Regions from separate parts of the Sus scrofa genome. Here regions 2 and 3 are each linked to region 1. Evidence: chromatin contacts called from public HiChIP or PLAC-seq and promoter capture Hi-C data. All regions are on one chromosome and are shown on one strand. Each heading gives the region's core, a stretch centred on a gene start, on an enhancer-like site or on the middle of the called end of the contact. The rest is flanking DNA. Distances are from core to core; before and after follow the strand shown. Region 1 holds the start of DIP2B (disco-interacting protein 2 homolog B). Region 2 holds the start of ATF1 (cyclic AMP-dependent transcription factor ATF-1). Region 3 overlaps DIP2B (disco-interacting protein 2 homolog B).

Region 1 (3,632 bases), core at 414-2,913:
TAGGACTTAACCTCAGAAGTCACGTGGTATCATTTGTCCCATACTCTATTGGTCAAGGCAGTCAGAAGTCCATTCAGATTCAGGGGAGGGGACATAGCCCTTGCTTTTTGATGAGAGGAATGTCAACCATTGAAAAATTGCTGGAGTTCCCGTCGTGACGCAATGGTTAACGAATCCGACTAGGAACCATGAGGTTGCAGGTTCAATCCCTGCCCTTGCTCAGTGGGTTAAGGATCCGGTGTTGCCGTGAGCTGTGGTGGAGGTCACAGATGCAGCTCGGATCTGGCGTTGCTGTGTGGCTCTGGCATAGGCTGGCAGCTACAGCTCTGATTAGACCCTTAGCCTGGGAACCTCCATATGCCGTGGGAGAGGCCCAAGAAATGGCAAAAAGACAAAAAAAAAAAAAAAAAATTTGCTATAGTCCTCACGTAAACCAGAGGACATACACATCTATTCCACAGATTCTCCTTACATTGCTGCAGTTAAAAGGAAACTGCAGCCTACTTTTTATTATTTATTTATTTATTTTTGTCTTTTTGCCATTTCTTGGGCCGCTCCCATAGCATCTGGAGGTTCCCAGGCTAGGGGTCTAATCAGAGCTGCAGCCGCCAGCCTACACCACAGCTACAGCAACTCAGGGTCAGAGCCGTGTCTGAGACCTACACCACAGCTTATGGCCACGCCGGATCCTTAACCCACTGAGCAAGATCAGGGATCGAACCCGCAACCTCATGGTTCCTAGTCGGATTCATTAACCACTGAGCCACAACTGGAACTCCCCAGCCTACTTTTTAATCAGCCATGATGTCACATTCCTTTTTTTCAACCTGAAATTCTTTTCTCGACTTAATTTTTTTTTCCTTTTTCAGCCTATGAATGATATAATTCTGTCTGGAAACTACTAGAGAATAGATGCTGAGGTCTTACTCTCAGAGGATCAGTTTTGAATCCACAAGGAAGGGAAGGGAAAACACTGGAATTCCCTCAAATTGTGCAGGGGAGTTTTGGCATTGAAAAAAAGTTCAATACTATTAAAGAAAGACTATGGATGACAATTTAAGGCATCTGTCCCAGTAGCTCCTGGTGAAAACACACAGGTGTCTGGATCCTTACATTGAATTAAAATATTAATACTTTTAGAACACTTATTAAGTCATACGCCCAGTTGGATAATAACAGAAAGAAAAAATTTTCCTCTCGCAAGTGATTAGAAGTCTAGGCGGGAGGAGGCGGATTCTCCCTCCTTTGCCTTAAATGCTAGAACTGAAATAGAAACAAGGAGCTCAGGGTAAATGGGATGGGGAAGCCCCAGTGAAAGAACTGGCCTGCATTCAAGTCCTTATAAAGGGTCAGGTGTCAATCGGGGGGAACGGAGGAAGGGACGAGACAACGGCATGCACTACTAAGTGAGGATAACTTGAAAAAGCAAGACCTAGGGCCCCTGAAAACGCCTTGCTTGAGAGTCTGTAAAAGGTAAACACTACTTGTTCACATCGACATCAACACGGTGAGCCCATTTCGCCTGGGAGAAATCTGGGGGACGGGTTTAGACGCGTCGTTTCAGAAGTCTCCCAGTAGAGGGCGCCGTCAGCCCGCGGGTCCTCAGCATGACTGGGCTGCGGAGGCGGAGAGTCCTCGGCCCGGGGGCGGGGCCGTCGCGCTCACGTGACCCTCGCTCATGGCGGCGGCGGCAGCGGCGGCGCTGGCGGCGCTCGGCGGCCGGAGCCGGATCCTGTAGCCGGGGTGTGGGCCCGCGTCAGTCCGTCCCTCCTTCGGCCCGCTCGCTTGTCTTCCGGAGTGTGGCTGGCAGAGCCGGGATGGCGGAGCGAGGCCTGGAGCCGGCGCCGGCTGCGGTGGCAGCACTGCCGCCCGAAGTGCGGGCGCAGCTGGCGGAGCTGGAGCTGGAGCTCTCGGAGGGTAGGAGCCGGGCCGGGGGTGGGGAGCCTGGCCGGGGGTCGGGTTGGGCGGTCGGGGGGTCGGGCAGGCGCCCGGGCGCCGCTGCGGATCGCTGGAAGGGGAGACCAGGTCCCCGCCGCGCGCCCTGGTGGTGGCGCGGGCGGAGGGGAGGAGGGTTCCGGAAATCTGGCCGGGGCTCTGAGGGGTCGCTTCTCTCCGCTCCCACCCTGGGCAGTGGATTTCCGCGTAGTTCATTGTGTTCCCTGGGCGGGGGTGAGGAGGGGCTTGGGGGGAGAGGTCCTTCCCCGGCCCGGGCTGCTGCTGCGCTCCCTGCCCCCCAAAACCCGAGACAAAGCTGAGCCCTCCCGCTCCTGCCGGGGCGTCGGGGCACGGTGGGGGCGGGGTGGGAGTGAGGCCACCAGCAGGGTGGCTGACAGCCTTCTCCAGTCCTCCTCTCCCCTTTTCGAGGGGAGGGCCCCACGCCTGTTTCAGCTCCCCTTCCCCCCTTCAGCAAATGAGAAAGACACAGGGGAAATCCGCAGCATTTCTTCTTCCTTCTTTAACAATGCGAGATGCCTCCCCCGTGACAGGAGTGAGGTGGAAGCAGGGTGGGCCGTTGAGGGTCCTAGGGAGGCCAGAAGCTGTGGCCTTAACCCAGAGAGAGACACCGGGGCTGCTTTTAGACCACCTTTGTCATAAAGATTTTTTCCTGCTTGCCTGTATTCGGACTGAATTTTCCGCATCTAATCCACCTTTTGGAGTCTTTGAAGAGAGGAGAGAGGTGGCTCCCGGTTACATGCAAATCCTGACCGGCACCGGCTTTCTTTTGACAATGGATTGTTACCAGGAGGCTTGGATTGGTTTTGAGAATTAAAAGAATGGAATAAATCGAGCCACTATTCTTGGAGAAGTCCCTGGACGGCAATGAGAGAAACGTTGCTCTGTTGTGGGCATGTGATCAGGCTTCTTGTGCAGTTGTGATCAGTTCTCCATAAAGTTCCTGTTTTTATCACAGGCTGCCTCTGAGACAAAAGCAGCATTTTCCTCCAAGCTTGATGTCAGCCCTGTGGTAGCGTCCCCAGAGCTGCATATTCTTATTGAGTTCTTTGCCAAAAGCCCTCTTCACAAGCGTTTTTCAAGTGGATTAAACATTGCTGATTGGAAAAGAAGAATGTGACAAGTTCCCAGGAGAGTTCTGACTTTTTGTTTACTTATCAGGGCATTCTCTCTCCCACCCCCCAGTCCTTTGCAGGGAAAAGCCAGAAGTAGATTGGAGTGTTATAAAACCAGTTGGGCATGGAGGGAAATAATTATTTGTAATAACCCTGTTAGGTTTTCCCAATGTATAGGGAGGTGCTGTTTTCATTTGCACTTAATAATCAACGTGTTATTTTTCAATTAATCAGTTGGGAAGTTCTTCTTGGGCCAGACCCCAGAAACAGTTGCGGTGGTGGATGAGTTTGTTTCTGTGAAGTGTTCAGGGCATTGCCATCTTGGTTCTGTCTCTCAAATTACCTCATTTCTCTAAACTGAAGCATTGTCATTCAATCTGTGATGGCTCTTATTCAAATCGGACTTTTAAACCAGTTAGTTTATAGTAACAAATCAGCCTATCTTTGATGAGCCAGAGAAGTTTGGCTGGAAGTTTGCGTCAGATGAGATTAAAAATAGGAGTTGATTGCTTTTACATGGAGAGGGAAACCCTGGAAGCTCCTTATTCTTGGTCTCTCTGCTTC
Region 2 (3,632 bases), core at 775-3,274, 250 kb after region 1:
CACAGACAGTTACTTGGGATCCGAGCTGCACAGCTCATAGCAACACTGGCTACATAACCCACTGACTGAGGCCAGGGATCGAACCTGCATCTTCATGGTTAATAGTTGAGTTGGTTACCCCCGAGCCACAACAGGAACTCCTGGGAGAATAACTCTTGAGCTTTAAATCACATTGTCTGGCCCTATAGGTCAAACCAGGAAGGTTCCAATCACTCAATCAGTTTCCTAGTTGGAGCTCTCAAGCTAGTAGTTTCAGAAAAATTCTGATTTTTGTCTAGGGTATCTTGAAAGGTTTATCCTTTGTTGTTCATTATCACTATAAAGCCATAAAAGAACATTTTGCAAAGAAATGGATAAAGAGTTCAGGAGTTCCCGTCGTGGCGCAGTGGTTAACGAATCCGACTAGGAACCATGAGGTTGCGGGTTCGGTCCCTGCCCTTGCTCAGTGGGTTAACGATCCGGCGTTGCCGTGAGCTGTGGTGTAGGTTGCAGACGCGGCTCGGATTCCGCGTTGCTATGGCTCTGGCGTAGGCTGGTGGCTACAGCTCCGATTCGACCCCTAGCCTGGGAACCTCCATATGCCGCGGGAGCGGCCCAAGAAATAGCAAAAAAGACAAAAAAAAAAAAAAAAAAAAATTCAGAATAACACATCAGAATAATGCATCATCCCTGCTCCAGAAAGGTAGATGCACATTAAAAAATGTGTTTTTTTCTTTTAATTTTTCTCTTTTTACCGCCATACCTGTGGCATAGAGGGCTAGGGGTCTAATCAGAGCTGCAACTTCCAGCCTACCCCACAGCCCCCAGCAACAGGGATCTGAAGGGCATCTGAGACCTAAGCTTCAGCTTGCAGCATGACTGGATCTCTAATCTACTGAGCGAGGACAGGGATCCAACCTGCATCCCCAGAGAGACAACCTCGGGTTTTTAATCCGCTGAGTCCCAACAGGGAATTGTTAAAAGTTTTTTAATGTATCAAAATGACGACGTGATTTTACTTTACCACTTTATGTTAACATTTTTCTGGCATAATAGTTGGGGTAAATCTGTGCTTCAGTGTGACACTCCCTACCTGGCACCCAGTGGGCGTGTTTTTTAATCCTTTCAGATGTGATAAAAGACACAAATCCTAACGTGGTTTTATGGGATTAGAATTAGCCTGGGTGGTAAGAAGCGGAGACAAGCCTTGAATCTTCAAGTCACTCTGTCTACAAAGGGCGGATAGGTCGGGCGTGGGTCAAGGCCGGGGACCACAGCTCGGGCCAGAGCTAGGAGCTGAGCTGAGGGATGTAATTAACCGAAGAAAAGTGCCCCACCCCGAGCGACCTCCCAGAGTCCGGCCGGTCTCCGAAAACAGCTGTGCGGGGAAGAGTGCGGACAAAGCTCCTGCACCGAAACGGAACGCAGGTAACTTTCCCCCTCCACCTCTCTCTGCCAATAACACTTTCGGGACTAGAACTGGCCAACCCGGAGAGCCCCGGCTCAACATGGCGTCGCGTCACGTGAGCAACGCGGTGACGTAGGACGGCGGCCCAAGCGGAGGGCCCGCCCTAACCTCACCCCCCACGCTCTTACTCACTTTTGCCCCCCTTCCCTCCCCCGCCCCCGGCCTGGTGTAGATCATGCCGCCAGTGGCGGCCCTGACTGCCGAGGAAACCGTAGCCTAGGACAGTTGGCTGTTAAGTGACACTGATTCTCCCCGCCCCGCCTGACCCCTGAGAAAGAGGCACGTCCCCCGCCGCGTGAGGGGGTGGGGAAGTGGGTAGCGAATTCGGATCCACCTGGGAGGGGGGGAGTGGAAGTTCCCGCCCCAGACAGCGGCGAGGCGGCAGCCACAGGTAAGCGGGGGGCGGGGGTGGGTACGTGCTCCCGTGTACCCGGTAGGGGGAGGGGACGAGGACGCGGCGCCGGCGGGGACGCCGAGCGGGTCCCGCGTCGGGTGGGGGGTCGCGCGGGGCGGCCGCGGTGGGGGAGGGGCGCGGAGGGCCCGCGGCGGAAGGGGGAGGGGCCGCCCGCTCTCCCCCACGGCCAGGCGCGCTTCCGGTTCTCGCGCCTCGGCCCCGCGGTGCCCCTCTTCGGTCCGCTGTCTCCGCCTCCCTCCTTCCTGCCGCCCCCTCATGAAAATTAAACCGAAGACCTCCCGCCGCGGGGTGGCTTTCGCCTCTGAAGCCGCCCGTCCGCGGCCCAAGGCGAGCGCCCTCCGTCGAAGGTCTTGGGGTTGGGGCGGGAAGCCAGGGGGAGGGCGGCGTGGCCTTGGCCTCCGCCAGTCGTCCGCCGAGCGCAGCTCAAGACCGGTCATCTCTGCCGGCGTCCTCGGGGTGGGGGCCCGGGCCGGCAGAACCATCCCTAACCATCTGGGAGCTTCCACTCGATTGGGGAGGCAGTAGAATAATCACAACACACGAAACAGTATGGAAAGGTGCAGCCGACAACCAAGGAAGGAGTGTGTGGAGTGACAGAGGCTCGTCTTTTTACTTCTGGAGAGTTGACTAAATTTAGGAAACGATCTCTTTGATTTTCCTCCTGTATCACAAAACTAAGCGTGGTATATACCATAGCGTCAGCTGCGCTGTGAAGCGTGTCGCTTGATCTCTTCACAATTACTGCAGGTGTTAATGACCGTTGTTTTGTCAACTTTTGAGGCACAGTGGGCTCTTAGTCATTGGGAACCTTTACGTTTCTGAGGCTTTTTCTGCATAGATTTGACAAGCGTCTTTGTCAGACTGGCCTGTGATGAGAGTATGTACACTGTTTGCTTATGTTCGCAAAATGCGTTTTATCCCGAGAGTTTCGTTACCAACAGAAATTGCAGTTTTATTAAAATGCAGTTTTTCCTATTGACTTTATAACGTGCAGTTTCCTCAGTGCTCATTTGGCCTCAGTACTGCTGTCCTAAAACCGAATATGTGAGCTCTGTTACTGGCAGCTCTTCTTTATGCTTCGTCTGTAATACATCTGTGCAGTACTACTGTATCACCGGTAGGTGGTAGTACCTTCAAAAATGCTTTCGCCCTCCATGTCATCCCATTTGTACTAAAGAATTTTTAACTTTAAAGTAGGATGTTTTCTTATGCCTGAATTTTCCTTTTTCTAAAGGTAGGTTGAAGTAATTGTCTAAAGATATTTCTTTAACTGTTATTTCTATCAGTTTTAAGTAGGTAAATCTGTAAGTAAACATTGATTTATTCAGCAGTAATAATCTTACACTGGGAACAGGATGTGGTCTTGACTCCTTAGAGCTTGCATTCTGGTAGGGAGACAAAAAACAGGCCATTACATCAGCGTGATAAGTGCCCTGAAAGGAGGGGGAACATGTGTTGTGGGGATAGAGCTGAAGCTTCTAGACCAGCCTAAGGGAGTCATGAAAACTTGCCTGGAAGAGTAACTCATAGAAATAGGCCACATGAAGAGAAGAGGAATAGTATTTCTGGCAGAGGGAATAGGATATGTGAAAGCCTGAAGGAGAGAGAAAGCAAAGCCAGCACATTTGTAAATCTGAAAGAAATTCAATTTGACTAGTAGGAGCAATTTTGAGGGGTGATCATGCGTTCGGTTGTGGAAATGTTGAGCAAGAGACTTCTTACCCTCAAGCTTATTGTAGTTCAGCATCATCTACAGGTGGGGAAACTTAA
Region 3 (3,632 bases), core at 357-2,856, 220 kb after region 1:
GCCCTCCTTCCTCAGTGCTCCTGGAGCCTCACCTCAGCTCCTGTGCCTGGTGTCTTGCAGACCAGGGGAATCAACCTCTCCTGCATCCGGACGTGTGTGGTGGTGGCCGAGGAGCGGCCCCGCATTGCCCTCCAGCAGTCCTTCTCCAAGCTCTTCAAGGACATCGGTCTGTCCCCTCGGGCTGTCAGCACCACTTTTGGATCCAGAGTCAATGTAGCGATATGTTTGCAGGTGACGATCATGAAATGGTGCTTGTGGGGGGGCGCCGGGAGCACAAACTTCCACGGACTTGTGGTGGGACTCTGGGCTTTTTATTTGGACTTCACTGGGCCTTATGAGAAGAGTGAGAGCCAAAGAAGGTGGCATGGGACTTCTTTTGGGGTGCAGTGGGTTAAGGATCCAGCGTTGCCACAACTGTGGCTCAGGTCAAAGCTGCAACTAAGAGTCAGTCCCCGGCCCGGGTGCCAGTCCCATATGCCACAGGTGCCAAAACCAAACAGAGACGGTGGCGCACATGGGTGGATACTTCCAGGTCCTCTGTCACCATGGTTGGGTGACTTTGGAGCAGCATCATGACACTTTAACCCTGAAGCCCTCTCGCGGGCCCCTTGCTGTCCGCTTGGCCCAGTGTCGGTTTTGAAAATCCCGTAGATGCTGGTCTGTCTCATCCCTGCTTTGAGTCCAGAGACGAGGACCCTCCTCGACCTGGTACCCTCAGTGCTGCTCCGGCCCCTGGCCTACTTCCCGGGGGAGGAAAGGAGAGAAGGATGAGGAGAAAGCCAGGCCAGGAGTCTCTTTCAGGTGTTGACTGCAACCCTGCCTCATCTGGTCGAAAACAGGGTGAGCTTTCAAAATGGAGTTCACATTTTTGATGGATGTGGCTAAATTGTCTATTTCTTGATTTGAAAATGTGAGATATGGAAATACCATTCATTCAGATTTTAAATAAACAATGCATTGATTCGTTTTTCTTTAGGGAACCTCAGGGCCTGACCCAACGACTGTGTATGTAGATCTGAAATCATTAAGACATGACAGGTACAGTGGGTCTGTTATGCTTCCTTCCTATTAGCCCTTCTGAGCAGAAAAAGTTCTGAGCCTCACGAGAGCCAGCTCTCTCCCGCATGCCTTTTGTTTGTGTCTTTCGGGGGCTGGGGGGTGGGAAGAGGGGAGGAATTCGTTATTCATGCCTAATAAGATTTACATGTATAAGAAGGAAGTTTTAATCCTCACAGTTGCTTCACTGTTCTTTAATGCTAACATGTAATGCTGGGATTTTGTAACATTCGACTTAAATTAAAATGGCCAGGCTCTTTCCTCTGAGCCTTTAAAAATAACTGAGACACGGTAAATGAGGCAGAGCAGGGTTTTTGAAACAACACTTTGTCTGAGCCCCAGGAGTAAAGGCCTGCCCCCTCGTCGGCTCACAAGTGAGTCGTAGCTATGTCCCAAGGGGAGCTCCCGGTCAAGGCTCTGGGACCCTCTCCCTGGGCTTGGGCTGTGTTCCCAGGGTGGCCCGTGGCCCTGACCCCGCCTACACAGGCAGAGCGTCCCTCTTGCTGTGGCTCTCAGCCTGGGGAGAGTTTGCCCTCCGGAGGACATTCGACAGTGTCTGGAGACAGTCAGGGTTGTCCCAGCAAGGGGGTGCTACTGACATCTAGTGGGTATGGAGGCCTGGGGTGTTGCTAAACCTCCTGCAATGCGCAGGACGGCCCTCCCCTAAACTTACCACGAAATAGCTGACCCAGAATGTCAGTGATGCTGATTGAGAAACTGCTCTAACGGGAGGAGAGGGAGGAGAGGCAGATGGGCCGTCTCGGGAGGGCAGCATACACCTCGTCTGGCACACGGGGTGCAGTCATTGTTTACAGGCTCGTGTGTCGTAAATACTGCTCTTCTGCAGGGTTCGTCTTGTGGAACGGGGTGCCCCTCAGAGTCTGCTCCTCTCCGAGTCTGGGAAGGTAATTTGTTCTGTTAACCATTGGGAAGCTGGCCTGTGGAGAAGTAGTTCATTTTAAAGAAACCTGAAGCCATGTAATATATTAACAGCTAGGGCAAGACTGAATCGCCATCTGGAGATAATTCAACATTTTCACTTAGCCAGTCTTTCAAATTCATGTGGGCACATAAGTAAGAAGAATCCTAAATTTGAAGGTTCTTAATTCCCATAGATTTTTTTTAAAAATCTGACCGCCATGTTATTCTTATTTGACAAAGCAGTGAGATGTGGTGTTCACTATATTCAAGGCGAAGAGATGAGCAACCTAAAGAGCGCCAGTTCTACCTTTATAAATGTTACAGGGGGAAGTAACAATAAAAAAAGATATTTGAGGAGTTCCCGTCGTGGTGCAGCGGAAACGAATCTGACTAGGATCCATGAGGTTGCAGGTTTGTTCCCTAGCCTCGCTCAGTGGGTTAAGGATCTGGCGTGGCTGTGAGAGCTGTGGTGTAGGTCACAGACATGGCTCAGATGTGGCGTTGCTGTGGCTGTGGCATAGACCAGCTGCTGTAGCTCCCATTAGACCCCTAGCCTGGGAACCTCTATATGCCGTGAGTATGGCCCTAGAAAGCAAAAAAATAAAATAAAATTTTATTTATTTATTTATTTATTTTGTCTTTTTGCCATTTCTTGGGCCGCTCCCGCGGCACATGAAGGTTCCCAGGCTAGGGGTCCAATCGGAGCTGTAGCTGCTGACCTACACCACAACCACAGCAACGCAGGATCCGAGCCACATCTGCCACCTACACCACAGATCACGGCAACGCCGGATCGTTAACCCACTGAGCAAAGGCAGGGATCGAACCCGAAACCTCATGGTTCCTAGTCGGATTTGTTAACCACTGCGCCACAACGGGAACTTTTTTTTTTAAGATATTTGAGAGTGATTTCTTAGATTAGAATGAGAGTTAAACTATTCAAGGAGAGATTTCATTGAACTCAGCCTTTGTGTTTTCTCTTTGATTCTTCTTAGATTTTACCTGGAGTGAAAGTAGTTATTGTTAATCCAGAGACCAAAGGGCCTGTTGGAGACTCTCACCTTGGAGAGGTATGTGGAATTTCCCCCTTTCCTCTGAAAAGTCAGCAGTGAAAGACTTGAGGGCTCATACAGTGAAAGACTTGAAGTCAATGAAACTGTGGATTTAGCTTTCCCTCCTGGTGAGTTTACAAGCGTTTTCATCTTTTTCTGTAAGGCACTAGACTGAAATGGACAGAAGGGGGAGATTGAGACCAGGACGGCAGAAGATTTAGGCGCCCAAACTAGAACTAGTCCTGGATTTATCCACTGACGTTCCCTTAGCTGAAAAGGCGAAATGGACAGGTCCCACCTGTTCCCTCTATTAAGGAATAAAACGAAAAGAAGCCACAGATTTAAAATGTTTAAATGTATACAAATTCTATTCCAAAATGTATCAGTTTTTGTGTTAGTATAAAAATACTTAAAATACTTAATTTTTGGAGTTCCCATCGTGGCTCAGTGGTTAACGAATCCGACTAAAAACCATGAGGTTGCCGGTTCGATCCCTGGCCTTGCTCAGTGGGTTAAGGATCCGGCGTTGCCATGAGCTGTGGTGTAGGTTGCAGACGCAGCTCGGATCCTGCATTACGGTGGCTCTGGTGTAGGCTTGGCAGC

Evidence for each region. Promoter capture Hi-C pulls out the DNA fragments that hold promoters and counts their contacts. HiChIP or PLAC-seq counts read pairs in DNA pulled down with a chosen protein or histone mark.
Region 2: a contact with region 1 is called in a promoter capture Hi-C map of liver, with 3 times the contacts expected there. The contact joins the promoter of ATF1 here to the promoter of DIP2B in region 1. A contact is called at or near these places in 4 of 5 promoter capture datasets (fetal liver, fetal skeletal muscle and liver), 5 of 47 Hi-C or Micro-C datasets (heart right ventricle, liver and skeletal muscle) and 2 of 2 datasets of contacts at active chromatin or transcription factors (alveolar macrophages and skeletal muscle).
Region 3: a contact with region 1 is called in an H3K27ac HiChIP or PLAC-seq map of skeletal muscle, with 10 times the contacts expected there. The contact joins the enhancer-like site here to the promoter of DIP2B in region 1. A contact is called at or near these places in 2 of 5 promoter capture datasets (fetal skeletal muscle and liver), 10 of 47 Hi-C or Micro-C datasets (brain, embryonic fibroblasts, epiblast stem cells and 7 more) and 2 of 2 datasets of contacts at active chromatin or transcription factors (alveolar macrophages and skeletal muscle).

What each region holds. Positions count from the first base shown.
Region 1 is chr5:16,371,364-16,374,995 of Sscrofa11.1, forward strand. DIP2B (disco-interacting protein 2 homolog B) reads left to right here and starts at 1,664. Exons shown (of 39, transcript XM_021091658.1): 1 at 1,664-1,917. The coding sequence starts at 1,818.
Region 2 is chr5:16,617,106-16,620,737 of Sscrofa11.1, forward strand. ATF1 (cyclic AMP-dependent transcription factor ATF-1) reads left to right here and starts at 2,025. Exons shown (of 9, transcript XM_021091659.1): 1 at 2,025-2,189. The coding sequence starts at 2,118.
Region 3 is chr5:16,592,340-16,595,971 of Sscrofa11.1, forward strand. It overlaps DIP2B (disco-interacting protein 2 homolog B), which reads left to right. Exons shown (of 39, transcript XM_021091658.1): 33 at 61-231; 34 at 977-1,038; 35 at 1,904-1,961; 36 at 2,973-3,047. Among named protein-coding and RNA genes, the nearest start is that of ATF1, 25 kb to the right of the region's middle. Within about 2 kb of position 1,607, at least 17 of the 83 cell types and tissues checked have an H3K27ac peak or open chromatin away from gene starts, as enhancers often do. A contact at or near this core is called in alveolar macrophages, brain, epiblast stem cells and 3 more, where this site is marked.